Regions from separate parts of the Mus musculus genome. Here all the other regions are linked to region 3. Evidence: chromatin contacts called from public Hi-C and HiChIP or PLAC-seq data. All regions are on one chromosome and are shown on one strand. The core of a region is the stretch at or near the end of the contact, and the rest is flanking DNA. Distances in the headings are between cores, read along the strand shown. Region 1 has its middle 52 kb from the start of Armc3. Region 2 overlaps Pip4k2a (phosphatidylinositol-5-phosphate 4-kinase, type II, alpha). Region 3 overlaps Gm33592 (a long non-coding RNA gene).

Evidence for each region. A called contact is a pair of places that touch in the nucleus more often than the background predicts. HiChIP or PLAC-seq counts read pairs in DNA pulled down with a chosen protein or histone mark.
Region 1: a Hi-C map of the G1E-ER4 cell line shows a contact between it and region 3, with 2.0 times the contacts expected there. The contact joins two enhancer-like sites. A contact is called at or near these places in 3 of 39 promoter capture datasets (the C10 cell line, the HPC-7 cell line and hippocampal neurons), 13 of 484 Hi-C or Micro-C datasets (CD4 T cells, the G1E-ER4 cell line, LSK cells and 9 more), 1 of 115 datasets of contacts at active chromatin or transcription factors (neural progenitor cells) and 1 of 9 other capture datasets (liver).
Region 2: an H3K4me3 HiChIP or PLAC-seq map of fetal liver shows a contact between it and region 3, with 4 times the contacts expected there. The contact joins two enhancer-like sites. A contact is called at or near these places in 5 of 39 promoter capture datasets (the C10 cell line, the HPC-7 cell line, neutrophils and 2 more), 1 of 15 datasets of contacts at CTCF or cohesin (the NIH/3T3 cell line), 13 of 484 Hi-C or Micro-C datasets (B cells, CD4 T cells, CD8 T cells and 9 more), 2 of 115 datasets of contacts at active chromatin or transcription factors (fetal liver and microglia) and 1 of 9 other capture datasets (liver).

What each region holds. Positions count from the first base shown.
Region 1 is chr2:19,144,522-19,149,244 of GRCm38.p6, forward strand. No RefSeq gene overlaps it. Among named protein-coding and RNA genes, the nearest start is that of Armc3, 52 kb to the right of the region's middle. Within about 2 kb of position 2,035, at least 100 of the 459 cell types and tissues checked have an H3K27ac peak or open chromatin away from gene starts, as enhancers often do. A contact at or near this core is called in the G1E-ER4 cell line and the HPC-7 cell line, where this site is marked.
Region 2 is chr2:18,869,970-18,874,850 of GRCm38.p6, forward strand. Pip4k2a (phosphatidylinositol-5-phosphate 4-kinase, type II, alpha) reads right to left here. Exons shown (of 10, transcript NM_008845.4): 5 at 2,315-2,461. It overlaps Gm33534 (a long non-coding RNA gene), which reads right to left. Exons shown (of 2, transcript XR_374031.3): 1 at 4,881; 2 at 3,415-4,271. Among named protein-coding and RNA genes, the nearest start is that of Gm33534, 6.6 kb to the right of the region's middle. Within about 2 kb of position 1,347, at least 10 of the 459 cell types and tissues checked have an H3K27ac peak or open chromatin away from gene starts, as enhancers often do. A contact at or near this core is called in the G1E-ER4 cell line and fetal liver, where this site is marked.
Region 3 is chr2:19,009,712-19,014,029 of GRCm38.p6, forward strand. It overlaps Gm33592 (a long non-coding RNA gene), which reads left to right. Exons shown (of 4, transcript XR_374032.2): 3 at 1,973-2,141. Among named protein-coding and RNA genes, the nearest start is that of Gm33592, 5.1 kb to the left of the region's middle. Within about 2 kb of position 1,965, at least 16 of the 459 cell types and tissues checked have an H3K27ac peak or open chromatin away from gene starts, as enhancers often do. A contact at or near this core is called in the G1E-ER4 cell line, the HPC-7 cell line and fetal liver, where this site is marked.

The DNA.
Region 1 (4,723 bases), core at 785-3,284, 130 kb after region 3:
ATTAAATACAAAACCAAAGCCTTCTGGGGATCATATTTCTTTGGCAAAGCAAATAGGCATTGCATAATTAATACTTAGATTGCACTCATTTATTTAATTATAGAGCCTGACTTTAAGGGTACATTCATAAAACAACATTAAATACCAAATGGATTTGTATATTAGAACCTGAACATTTCTATTAGATTTTCAGGTAGCGATTTCCTTGTGGAAATCTATGAAGATTTTTTTCTCCAAAGTCATAAGATTTTGCCTCTATCTTTCTAAATCTCAGAAGAGCAATGTACTGAATGTACCACACATACTAATATCCTGGCTGAGCTGCTGGTGTGACAGGAATGTCATTTGCCACTTCTGATAGATGTCATCACACAGAAGGATGGTGATGGCAGTCTTCCCTTGGCAGTGAAAGCATCCTTGGGTCTGGTACTCCATCAAACTGATCGGGGTTAGTAGGGCTTGAACCCACGGCAGGATTCTGCCTCAGAAGCAGTTTCCTGCCAAATTCCTATGAAATCAGAAACCCATTCTGCTTGGTCCACCTTCATGCGCAACAAAAGCAGTGAATGGTTAACTCTGCAAGTGGGTGTTGATTAAAGATAGCCTGAACTTTTGTTCTAACAAATCCATCATAAGTACAAAAAAGTACCTTATGATGAAAATTTCTGTAATTCCAAATCTTAGCCTGGCTCAGATCGAATGTGCTCAGAGAACTTACAACAGTCAGCCACACTTGGAAAACATCATCTACTACAAAGGCTACTTCATGATAAAGTGTTGACAACCTTCTGTAAACCCTTGATGGATGGCCTCAATAAGAGCAAGAACAGAGTGGCAGCTGGGGTACATTTTATCACCATCCTCAAGTTGAAAACTCACCAGAGGGCCCATCCTCTGCTAGGGATCAGGTGTACGTGGTCTGAAAGTCAGGATGGGGACCTGAACTGGGGCTAAGAATTTCAGAGTAAAGATTTCCCAAAATGGGGAAGTGAAGGGCTATGACAGTATGTTAGGTGCTGGCTGGGGACTGGTGGAGTGGGAGAAGGAAGAGGATGTGACAGATTCAGTTATGACTTTGCAGAGAAGGAGATCTTAGAGGGGCTCCCCACAGAAACCACTGGAAGGGAGCTGCTGCTGCCACTGCCGCCACTACTGTTGTCTGCAGGGTTAAAGTTCAGGGAGGCTGGGGCTACAAGGAAGAAGAAAAGGAAGTTAGTGTGAGCACAATATGAGAAAGAAGAGTAAGGCCAAGCTAGCCTGCAAGCTTGCTTAGGTGTGCATCGGAGTACCCCCAAAGAGCATCTCTTTCTGTCTTGGAGAACAGAAACAGGAGGGTGTGGCCCCCCCCCCCCCCCATGCAGGGAGCAAAGCATAGGTCAGCTTGCACAGTAGTGACAAACCTTCTTAGTCAGTTTGGACAGGTGTGAGCTTAAACTGGGATAGAACTTAGATTGTAAAGCCAAATTTAGAATCAGAGAAACAATGGCTCAGACAAACAGCAACAGGGACACTCTGTACTGGAGCTGGGACAGGGGACTGTAGGGCTCTGACAGCAGCAAGAGCTGCCCTAGACAATGCAGCCACTGTAATGGTATGACAGCGACCTGGCTAAGCTCCAGCCACCAGTGGCCTTTGCATCAAAGTCTGGAAATTAGGGAGAAAAAAAATTTAAATGTAAATCAACAAGAGTGGACAGAAAAACAAGAGAAACTGAAACCAAACTGAAAACCCGAATATCCTTTTAATTTGAATTGCACAGTGGTGGAATAAAATGTAATGTTGGAGAATCCAGAAACAAAATTGCTACACATCTCTCAGTGATGGGGATGTATCTGAGAAGCCACCTCGAGGCAGTTTCATCACTGTGTAAGTCACTGTTCTGTTACAATAACAAACATCTGAGCTGGCCAACAGATAAGAATAGACTAGCTTCCTCAGTTTTGTAGGTTCCAGCCAGTCCATAACTCACGGACCTAATTGTTTCAGGGGCTGTGGTGAGCCAGCACGTTGATGCAGGAGAGCATGGTGAAGCAAAACCATTTGCTTCCTGGCTAGGGAGGGGGGAAGATGGAAGTGGCTGCGGCTACACAATGCCCGTCTGGAGCACTGCTCTGTGGACAGAAATTCTATCCCGTCTCTTGAAGCCTCCACCTCCACTGCCACCTCCTAGCAGTGCCTTCTGGAGGCCAGGATTTCACGCACACGTTCAGGGGACACTTAAGGTTTATATGATAGCAAGCATATCACAGACTATATATAATTCCTTGAGCTAAGAGAACCGTTACATTAGCGGATATGTGATATGAACACATATGCTAGGATTTATACTCCCATGGTGAGACAAGTCTGCATTGCTGTGTGCCTTTCTTTGGGGACTATAGACTGTTAGGAGGCATACAGTTGACTCCATCACGGGTGAGGTTTTTTTTTTTCCAGAAAAGAGAAACCAAAAGGCATGCAGAGCAAGGGGACCTTAAGTGTTATCAAGGGTCTCTAGGTAATGTTGCTAAGCTCTGAGTTCTGCTGAGAGACAGGGAAAGAGGAGGCAAGATAAGGCTAACACTATGATCCTGAGGATGGACTGATGGGCCTGATTTTTTTCTATTAATTATTTTATTTATTTAGATCCAAAATGTTGCCCCCTCCTAGTTCCCCCTCACAGAGTTCTTTCCCCTATCCCTGACTGAGGCCAGACAAGGCAATCTGTTACATATGTGCCTGGGGCCTCAGACCTGTCCCTCTATGCTTTTTGGTTGGTGGCTCAGTCTCTGGGAGCTCCTAGGAGTCCAGGTTAGTTGACACTGTTGGTCTTTCTGTAGGATTGCTATTCCTTCAGTTCCTTTAGTCCTTCCCTTAACTCTTCCATAGGGGTCAAAGACCTCAGTCCAATGCTTGACTGTGAGTATCTGCATCTGTCTAAGTCAGCTGCTGGTAGAGCCCCTCAGAGGACAGCAGTGCTAGGCTCCTGTCTGTAAGTACAACATAGCATCAGTAGTAGTGTTAGGATTTTGTGCCACCCATGGAACAGATCCCTGCAAACCCTAAAAGATCATATGACTATTTATTCACTTAATTCGTTAATTTTTAAATTTTTAATTGTTTTATTATTTACATCCCAAATGTTGTCCCCTTTCCTGGTCCCCCTTCCCAGAGTTCTTCACAGAATCCCTTTTTCCCTTCTCCTCCACCCACCCCACCCCTATATCCCTCTTCCCTGGGGCATCAAATCTCTACAGGATTAGGTGAATTCTTTCCCACTGAGGCCAGACATATTAGCCAAAAGTACCTATGATACAACCCACAGACCATAAGAAGTTTAACAAGAAGGAAGGCTCAAGTGAGGATACTTTAATCCCACTTAGAAGATGGAACAAAATAATCACAGGAGACAGAGGAAGGGAGGGACCCAGGTGTGTAATTCTAATTTTTTCAAATCCTATTTTCAATGATGGTCCTTAAACACTTTAACCTCCCTTATGGCCCACTACTCACCAAAGGTAGTGGGAAAGAAAGGATATGGAGAAAGTGGATCTGTTTAGAAGGATTCTTTGGAGCAACTCCCATCTAAGTTGTCTGGAAATCAGCAGTTCAGTTCACAGGTTAACAGTGGCAGCTTGGTCTACTTGCAAACACCTCATGGATACAGCAGCAGTCCAGTTCAGTAGAGTTGGGTTAACAACAGCGATGACATGACCTAGCAGAGACAGCCAGGCTTCAGCTTTAGTTAGCAGGAGGGACCAGGAGGAACACCAGGAGAAGTTTTTGGCTGTGTCTCTCTCAGGGAAGTGAAGATCACTGAAGACTTGAGACCCTCAAGCGTTGCACATCTAGCTCTATAAGCAAGCCTAGCTCAGCCTCCTGCATTGTCCATTGAGTCCTATTTATACCCTGCAAACATCTCGAGCCCTCCATGTGTCTTGCCTCAGCAACTTCATCATATCAGCCAGAGTCTACATCGTCCCAACAAATGGAGCTCAACTATGCAATGTAAGGCAGACAAATACATGTGTGTTGTTGGCAAAGAATCCTTCATCGTGTGTCTTTTCACATGTTTGCTTTAGTAGAACATCCTCTCTCCTGTGTTGGTTTCAGTGAAGCATTCCTTCACAGTCTTTCACCTGTGTCTACTTCAGGAAAACACTCCTTTACATGTTTGCCCCAGCAAAACACCATCCAACACAACTGACTCTCCAAAGAACCATTAGGTTTCCACTTCACAAGTGAGAGAGAAGAGGGGAACGGGAGAGGAAAAGGGGGCCAGGATCAGGTATGGGGGAAGGGCCTAATGTTTTAATAGTCTGAAGAATGACCTCAGGCAGGAGGTTCTGAGTCAGGCAGGCAAGAGAAAGAAGCAGGGCTGAGAGGATTGTCAGCCTCAGTGAATGTGGAAATGAAGGTGGGAGTCAGACCCAGTGCACATGCTCACACGCATGGCTGGAGGAGGTGGGCATAGCAATGCATGTGAAAACCCGAATAGACTGAGCTACTGCTATGCGTGTATGCAAGTCCTGGAGGTACTGCTGGCAGTGCTGGGCAGGGGGCCAGATGCTGAGGCTGATGAGTGACAGGAAAGGAAATGACCATGAATCCCGTAAAAGACAGTGACAAAAGAAGTGGGAGAGCTGAAGAAGTAAGGGCTCTCCAGAAAGGAACAGAGGCCTTAGGCAGATGCAGATGCAGACACCACGAGCAGAGAGGACAGAGCTCTGGGTCCTCAGTCCAG
Region 2 (4,881 bases), core at 97-2,596, 140 kb before region 3:
GTGGTAATGGGCTACCAAATGAAAACCAGACTTTTGGAAAACTGTATCTGCCCTCAGGTTCCCATGCATGGAAGGCTTTCTATGTGACCAGTAGGGATGGTCACATGATTTTTGATACTCTGTAATTCAATATGTCAACATTAAGAGAACCTGTGTTAATTAAGGAACCGCTATGTCTCCAGTGAAACAGGTATGACTATAAAACCACACACTGGGACCAGTGCTTGCAACTGACCACGGGTATTAATGAACAGGGTACAAATGCTCCAGGCTAACTAAGATAGCACTGACATTAAGTCTTGGTGTGTTATTAAAGAATATCTACAATTACTCCCCAAACTCCACATCTCTCCTTCCCAACTACACATTTGTGTGGACTCAGCTGTTTTTCCCAGTTACTCATGCAAATACCGCTAAGTATTGACAGCAGGATCGGACAGGACATTTCAACTGTCCCTAATGAATCCACACAGTACAGAGCCCTGAAATCAGGGGCAGGAGAGGACTAGGAGGGAAGGAGGCGTCGGGAGGAGTGCACCATATACAAACACGAAAGCCAAAGGACACATTTAACTAAAACAAAATGTAAAGCCATGGGGGTGAGCTGTGTGAGGGGAGGAAGGGGTGCAGAATTCCAGATGTGAGGTGAATAAATAAATTAATTAATTAATAGAAAGAACTGTAAAACCATGAGGCTTGACTCACTAATATTTTGCTTTTGAAAAATACAGCTGTCATAAAAATTCATTAATATGTAGTAGTTTAATATTATTTAAAATAACTATAAATATCAATAGTTTAGTGTTTCTCATAAATTTCTTTCAAGCAAAGATTTATTCTTATTTATATGTAAGGGAATACAAGGGAGCCTATATATTTATATGTAAGGGTTTATGGGGGCGACCAGAAGAGGGTGTCAGACCCCCTGGAAGTGGGAGTTAAAGGTGGTTATGAGCCGCCAGATCCTGGGAACTAAATTCGTGTCCTCTGGAAGAGCAGCAAGTACTCTTAACTGCAGAGCCATCTCTCCAGCCCTGCTTCTATTTCTAATACTGTAGATATCTAGACATAACCAACAGAAGGCAAAGCTTTTTAGGGTGCTCTTTTGTGCATGTGAATGAATCCTAAGATTAAACAAAACAAAACAACCAACCAACCAACCAACCAACCAAACAAACAAACAAACAAAAAACCAAAATCCTTAGAACTGAGTACCACAGATCAGGGGAAGATGAACTTTTTCAGGGTCAGAGAGTAAATATCTTAGCCTCATGGTCCATACAGTATCTCTGGTCACTGCTCACGGTGCCCCGTACAGTGTGAGAGCATAGATAACACAGAAACCATGCACGTGATGACACAGCAACAGAACTTTATAAAGATGCAACCCCTCTTGGTCTTGGCATACATACACTGTCAGAGTTGGCTGTCTAAAAGTCAGGTCATGTCACTGAATTCAGAATTCTCCAGTGGTCTCATTTTAAATTGTTGGTATGTCTGATCTCAGGCTTTTCCCTTTGTCATTTCTCTTGAGATGGGACCAATGCCACCCTTCCAGATGCACCTTACCTAACATCCTAGCTGGAAATGTATGCCTTGGTAGGCCTGGTGGTACAGGCCTGTGGTCCCAGGCACTAGGCAAGCTGAGGCAAGGTGTTAACACTCAAGGTCTGTGTTGGCTTCTGGATGAGTTCAATGCTAGCCTGGGCTAACCTTGTCTCAAAATAAGAGGAAAACTGGCTGAGATTGTGGCTTAGTAGTAGAGTGCTTGTTTACTGTTAATAAAAACTAGTGTGACGTTCCCCCCGTTCATTTCCATCCACAGCGCTCATTATTTATCAATAATAATCAATAATAATGATAGTAATCATCCCTACTTAAAGATCTGTTCGGTTTTCTTTTATCATCGTATGTGTGTGTTTTATGCACGTGAAGTAGAGGACAGGAGGCCAACTTCTGGGAACCAATTCTTTCCTTCTAGCCTGGATTCTGAAGAGTGACCTTGGGCTATGAGGCTTAGGGGGCAAGTGCCCCCAGTTTACCTGCTGGGCCACCTTGCTGTCCCTGGTCTGTTTAACTCATAAACTATCCCCAGCACTTAGCTACTACATGGCATGTGGTACTACATGGCATGTGGCTGACATGCTTGTAATAACATGGGCTGCTTAATCCTACGTGCTGGCAACTGCCTGCTAGATTCAAGCTCTTGAAGCACCCTGACCATTTTGTTCACATGATAACATAAACAATATGGGCGAGTAGGCTTGTGCAAATGAACGTGAAACTTATTGAAAATTATCAAAGTCAACCTCACCTTTAAGTCGTATTTCCTATATACAGATAGCCGGTGGCTGAACACATTCCTTGTAACAATCACATATATTTCCACTCCATCGACATTAAGCCGGTACATTCCCAAGAACTGAGGAAGAAGTGTGACCCCATGACATTCCACTATATACTGTATAGGAGAGAGAGAAAGGAAAAGTAGCTGTCAAAACGTGGTGTATCGTTTATATAAAGTAGAAATGTCCAATTCTTGAGGTTTTATTTTCGGAAAACATTTAAGCTGCTTTATGCTGCTCACCTATCAGATCTGTGTTCTCTCTCTATATATAAATCTGAACATTTAATCTTACCACTAAAGATATTCTTTTCCTAGTAGCCCAACTAATCTGTAATGTCAAAATTGAACACAGTGGCTCAAGGCAAGAAAGGAAACCCCTTTGAAGTGAAGGACTGTCCACCTCTGTCCTCCTCCCCCTCCCCTGAGAATGATTCACCACTAGATCAAGACCTTTGAGGGTAGTGAGGCAGAGGGTGAAGAAGAGGATGCTGGGAGTCTGGTGCTGGAAGCTTGGGTGTTCTGCTTTCCATCTTGATTTCAGTGGGTATGAAGGGGCCCTGAGTTAACGACAAGTCAGCTTTCTTTGACTAGGTGCTAGGTGCCATCAAGTCCCAGGGTTGCAAAAACACAGCATGACTTGGGTCATACGCCAATGAGCCACAAGAGGGAGCTACTTCCTCTTGGAAGTAGCCATTGATAAACTACCACAGGGACCTTTAAAATGGGTGTGTGTGTGTGAGTGTGTGTGTGTGTCTAAATGAGCCTTTTGTGTGTGTGTGTCTAAATGAGCCCATGACACAGATTAAACCTCCAGCATAGTACCAACACCCCAAATCCAATGTTGTAAACACCCTACCCATTTGCCTGCACCAGATGCCTGGAAGGATGACTACCAATGTTTTAAGGGTTGTATTTTGGATTATTCTGGGGAGTGTGCCTGTGTGCATGTGCATGTGTATTGCATACATGTACCTCAGTGCTGAGGTTACAGGTACACGCTCCCATGCTTGGCTTTTTACATGGGCATCGGGGATTCAAACTTGATCTTTACAAAACAAGTCACAGAGTCATCTCTTTAACCCCTATTTTGAGTCTTTAAAAAGGGTTACACTGTTTGATTTAAACAACAACAACAACAACAACAACAACACTTTAACAAAAACATTCTAATTGGATTTTTTAGTGATAAACATTATTAGTAATCAACTCTAGGAATATTTAATTAGCGAAAGAAGAAAAAAGTTCTCAATCTTGCTCATTGGAGCTACACAGCATCTGTCACTGCAGCTGGTTTTAGTTCTGCAGTCCTGACAGATGTCCAAGATGCTTCAGATTTCCCCTGCCTTACAGGTAACAGCTGAGATGTATATTTGAGCTCAGTCTATTTTTTTTTTTCCCACGGAGTTTCTCCTCAGCTTGTTACTTGAAATCAGATGAGTGGAGCTTAATTTCAAACCAATAAATGGACTTGAGGTTTGCTAATGCACAACAGGTGGTTAATAGTTCTCGGTTGAAAAGGAAATTTCCCACAGCAATTGAAGGGATTAAAAAGTGTGTTGTTTGCCAGTAGTAGAAGGTGGATGAGCAGTCTTAGTTTCATCTTCCAGAAACTGAGTACCCAAACAGCTGTGAGGATGGCAAGTTAGAGGATGTCAAAAGACCCCACACCAGTCTGTACTGAACACTTATCAATGACGTGATGTTAGCTGTCACTCAAGACCTAGGTAGGAAACTGGAACATCACACCGATCTCTCCCTTGCTTGGAACGTCTAACAGTCAAGTCTGCTCTGCGGCTCACTCTACGGCAAGCATCATCTTGCATACCTGGATTTTTCCCTTGAGGCCGGTACTGGCTGATCAACTCCTCCACTCACATTCTTATCCTTGATAAAGCACATGACCTTTCAGCCAAAGGGTCCATCCCTAGTACCACAAACAACAAGGAATGCCAAGATGGAGATCTGTACACAGCCACAGACAGCCTGGCTCACCGTGGTACCACCCATAGTGACCAATGCTAAGGAGCAGTACTCGGGGAACTGACAAGCTTCAGTTTTGGAAATATGCCCACACAGGTTATACACTACAATTTCCTTGCCTCCAGAGTAGATAGTGGGGCACAAACAATCAACTCGGATGCATTTTGTTCACGAGTGTCAGCTGTACTTACTTTTCCCATGGGGCTCTTTGATGAACACAGATGAAATGAACTTCCAACTCCCGAGTGTATAAACAAACGAGCCCACAAATTATATCAAAGCCTGTCTTTTACCGTATCAGCGTTGCCAAACTGCATTTGATACTATTAGTCTAGAAAGACCTAAGGACCAGGAGTTCTGAAGGAGAGAACATTCTACCCACTGGCTGGAGTTCTGGATGGGGATCTGAGAGAGCGCCATAGCTGCGCAGTGCGGGTGCTGAAGCAAGGGCACTGCTGCCTGTTCTCAACTTGCCAGGTTCCTGTCTGGCTTCTTCCTCCATTGTGTGCCTACACATATGGCTCAGAGCCTCAACAAAAGTCATTCTTCTCACC
Region 3 (4,318 bases), core at 715-3,214:
AAGTTTACAGACAAAAATTAAACTAAGCAGTTATGTAACATTGGGACTCCTTACCTAAGGGTCTACCATGGACATCTGCTTTATTTGCTACAAAGTTATTTTTTATTGTCTTCAGTAAATCTTATCATTTCCTTCACATACACCTTACATGTTTCTTGTTGGGTTTGGCACTAAGCATTTTATTCTCATGAGCATTTTTGTCAACGAAGTCTTTTCCTTTTCTTCTGGTGATGTCACATGCTGTACATACATTTAACAAGTTGGTAAGTGTGCTTGCTAGCTGCTCCTGTTTTCTCCTACCTCTTCCTCTCCCTCCTTTCCTCTATTTTTATCTGCAATGGGGTCTAACTGTCCTTGAATTCACTATGTAGACCAGGCTAGTCTCAAACTCACAGAGATCCACCTGCCTCTGTTTCCTGAGTGCTAAGATTAAAGGAGTGCACCACCACATCTGACTCTAATTTTAGTTATAAAATTTCTTCTCTTCCTCATCCTCTTCCTCTTCTTCCTTCTCTTCCTCTTCTTCAGTTATTTATCTTTTTCCACTTTCTTGAATTGAATAGTTTTTTATTTATTTTTTCTTTTTAATCTTTCTTCTATAATAGATGTGTTTCAGTCTGTGCATGTTTACTCAAGTATAGCTTTGCCTGAGTCTCATTTTGAGTTTCATTTTTGCCCTTTACTTATCAGTTTGTCGTGTCATTTTGAATCTTTTTAACCAAACAGTTGTTTGAGAATGAATGATGTATTAGTTAGGATTTTACTGCTGTGAACAGACACCATGACCAAGGCAAGTCTTATTAAAAAACAGCATTTAATTGGGGCTGGCTTACAGGTTCAGAGGTTCAGTCTATTATCATCAAGGTGGGACCATGGCAGTATATAGGCAGGCATGACACAGGAGGAGCTGAGAGTTCTATGTCTTCATCCAAAGGCTGCTAGTGGAAGACTGACTTCCAGGCAACTAGGGTGAGGATCTTATGCCCACACCCACGGTGACACACCTACTCCAACCAGGTCACACCTATTCCAACAGAGCCACACCTCCAAATGGTGCCACTCCCTAGTCCAAGGATATACAAACCATCACAAATGAGAAATATAAAATATTTTCAACAAAGGGCTCAACTAAAATGGCAAATATATTTCTAAAAGTCAAAAAGAAACAAAAGAAATAAAGAAAAAGACACTTGGCCAAGGGTGAGCTGGAGGGATGGTTGGCTTAGGATGTAAATACTAAATGTCATAACCTTGAGAGCCAGAATCGAGCCCTGAGCTTAAACCCTGCCTCACCCACGGAAAGACAATAGAAAAGAATACTACCCACCCACCGGGTAAAAGGAGCTTGCAACCCAAACAGATAGACTTTCTAAGACTTTCCTATTTCAGGCATAACCCATTGCAGTAAATTTAGGAAACACCGTAGCATGTCAGGGGCACACCCCTTTCTCAGATACAACTATGGGCAAGGTCCCTTCTAAAGACCTTGGCTTAGGATTTGAGGGGAGCAACAATTTAAGTTAGCTTAAAGTGGGCTGGAGAGATGGCTCAGCGGTTAAGATTGCTCTTCCTAAGGTCCTGAATTCAAATCCCAGCAACCACATGGTGGCTCACAACCATCTGTAATGAGATCTGACGCCCTCTTCTGAAGTGTCTGAAGACAACTACAGTGTACTTACATATAATAAATAAATATTAAAAAAAGAAAGAAAAAAAAAGTTAGCTTAAAGCATTCCAAGTTGATTCTTTCCTGGCTTGGGAATTCAGCGGTCTGAGATAGGTTTCAGGGCTTAAATTCAAAGTCTATCAGGGTTCTCCTGGTGCTGGCTCTGGGGGAAACCCATTTCCTCTTCTCTTTCAGCCGTTAGAAGATGCTGCATTTCTTGACCCTGGACTCTGCCTCCATGTTCACAGCCAACAGCTTAGCATTTTGGAGTCTCCCTAGCTCTAATCTGTACTTTCGTCTTCGCAGGCCCTTATCTTTCTGTCCCACCTGTCACAAGACCTTCTGTGATGATGACCTTCCTGTTCTATAAAGTCACCAGCGATAACATGGGGCAAATGGACAAATGAGGCTCCACTGAAGGATCCTAACCCCGGTTGGGGGGGGGGGGGCTGTGTGAGAGGTGAGGAGTAAGGAGGTGAGTGAGGGGATGCGAAGATGGGTGCGGGGGGGGGGGAGGTAAGGGAGTGAGGGGGGGGTAAAGGGGGATTCTTTCCCTAATTATTGCTGCCAAGTTCTTTTTTCAGATTTTTTGACCATCTTTAAATTGGGATGTTCATTTTCTTATTGTTGAGTTTTTAAGATCCTTTGTGTCTTCTAGATACAATCTTTTACTAAGAACATGTTCTAAACACGTTCCCCCCACCCCCGTCTATGGTTTGTCTTTTCCTCTTCTTATTCTTAGCAATGTCTCTAATGGCAGATATTTTACATTTTGATGAAGTTTTTTTATCCTTTTCTTTTCTTTTCTTTTTTTCTTTCTTTTTCTTTTTTTTTTTTCTTTTTTTTTTTTTTTTGGTTTATGTTGTAGATAAAACCTTACTACCCAAACCAAGGGCTGGTGTGTGTTTTCTTCTAGCTGTTTTAGAGTTTTCTGTGGTAGGCTTTAGGCTGATCTTTCTGAGTTCATTTCTTGTGAAAGGCATAACGTGTGTGTGTGCATGTATGTGTGTGTGAATATATGCGTATGTGTAAATATATGTGTATATGTGTATGTATGTATGTATATGTGTTTATGAATGTGTATGTGTGTGTCTGTTGTTATAGCATCGTTTCTTGGTGACCATCCTTCTGCCAGTACTTCCTCCGCTCCTTTGACAACACTCAGGTCACTAAATTTGTAGGGTCTCCTTTAGGACTCTGGATTTTGTGTTCTTTGATCTGTCTACATATGATATTGCCAACAGTACAGTGTCATGGTCACTGTAGATTTTATAGAAAGGTTTTAGGTGGCAGCATCAAGTCTCGAACTTCATCCCTCAGCATTTTTGGTGGCCACTCTGGGTCTTTTGCCTCCCTGAGTCAACTTTAGAAGGAGTTATGTCAATATCTGTGAAAGAGCTTTGGGGGTTTGGGTTGGAACTGTATAGAATCCATAGATCTAGGTAGGGAAGAACTCACATGTTAATGTGGAGTTTTCAAAGCTATATTTTATATGAAATGTTTGTTTAGAGATTCAAATAGGTATTTTTTGTCAAAAACTTGGCAGTTTTCTAAACATGGTTTAGAATATAGTTTAGTACACTTATACTTAAGTATTTCATTTGGGGGATAGGCTGTTTGTGGACCATATTGTATTTTGGCTTGATATTCTAATTAATCGTCGCTGCTGTGGGAAAGCATTGTGCATTCTATGTTCCATTATATGTTAATCCTGCATTTCATGAACTTGGACCTTATCCCAGGATCCTACATCCCAGGTGTCAGTTTTCTCTTTTTGGTTGTTTTGAGACAGGTCTCTTTATGCTGCCTTGGCTGTCCTAGAACTAAGTCTGTAGACCATGCTGGCCTCGAAGTCACACAGGTACACTGGACTCTGTCTCCCAAGTGCTGCGATTAAAGGAATGTGCCACCAAACCTGGTCATTTTAATTTTTATCTAGTGTAATATTCTACATAGACAAATCTCCCCTGTCAACAAAGTCACTTCTGTCTCCTCCATCCTTACCTCTTACTAATTTGTCTTTTAACTAAATTGCAGCAGCAGGGACTTCCGGTATAACGCTGGGAGCAGTAAGAGGGGCCCTCCTTGCCTTACATATAATGGCATCTGCAAGATTTTGGTAAATGGTCTCCAGGAAATACTCTTCTTTTTTTCCTGATGCACCAAGAGTTTTTAACCAGGAAAAATGGTTTAATTTGTGCCAAAGTGTTTTCTTCATCAATTGACATAGTTGTATGATTTTCTTTTAAAGCCTGTTAACATCAAGATGGCGGTGCCTGGTGTTTCAATGTTGAACCAACCTTCATCTGGGGGATAACTTCACCTTCCTAGTCTAGCTAGTGTCTGTATGTATCTGTATGTAATCTTGCTGTTCAGGTCATACTGGCCTCACAGAGTGAGTTAGGAGATGTTTCCTCTGTTTCTATCTGGAAAAATTTGTTGAAAATTAATACCACCCCTTTCTTAAATGTGGGTTGAGTTTAACCTGCCAGCCTGGTGCTTTCTTTTATGATACACTATTATTATTGGTTACTTTAATAATAATTACCTAGCAAGAATATATGATTTTATTTCATTTGTCTGACAATTTCTTCATGTTCCAAAGTTGGCTTCATCTGAAGTTAATATAATTATTTCAGTGTTCTTTTGCAA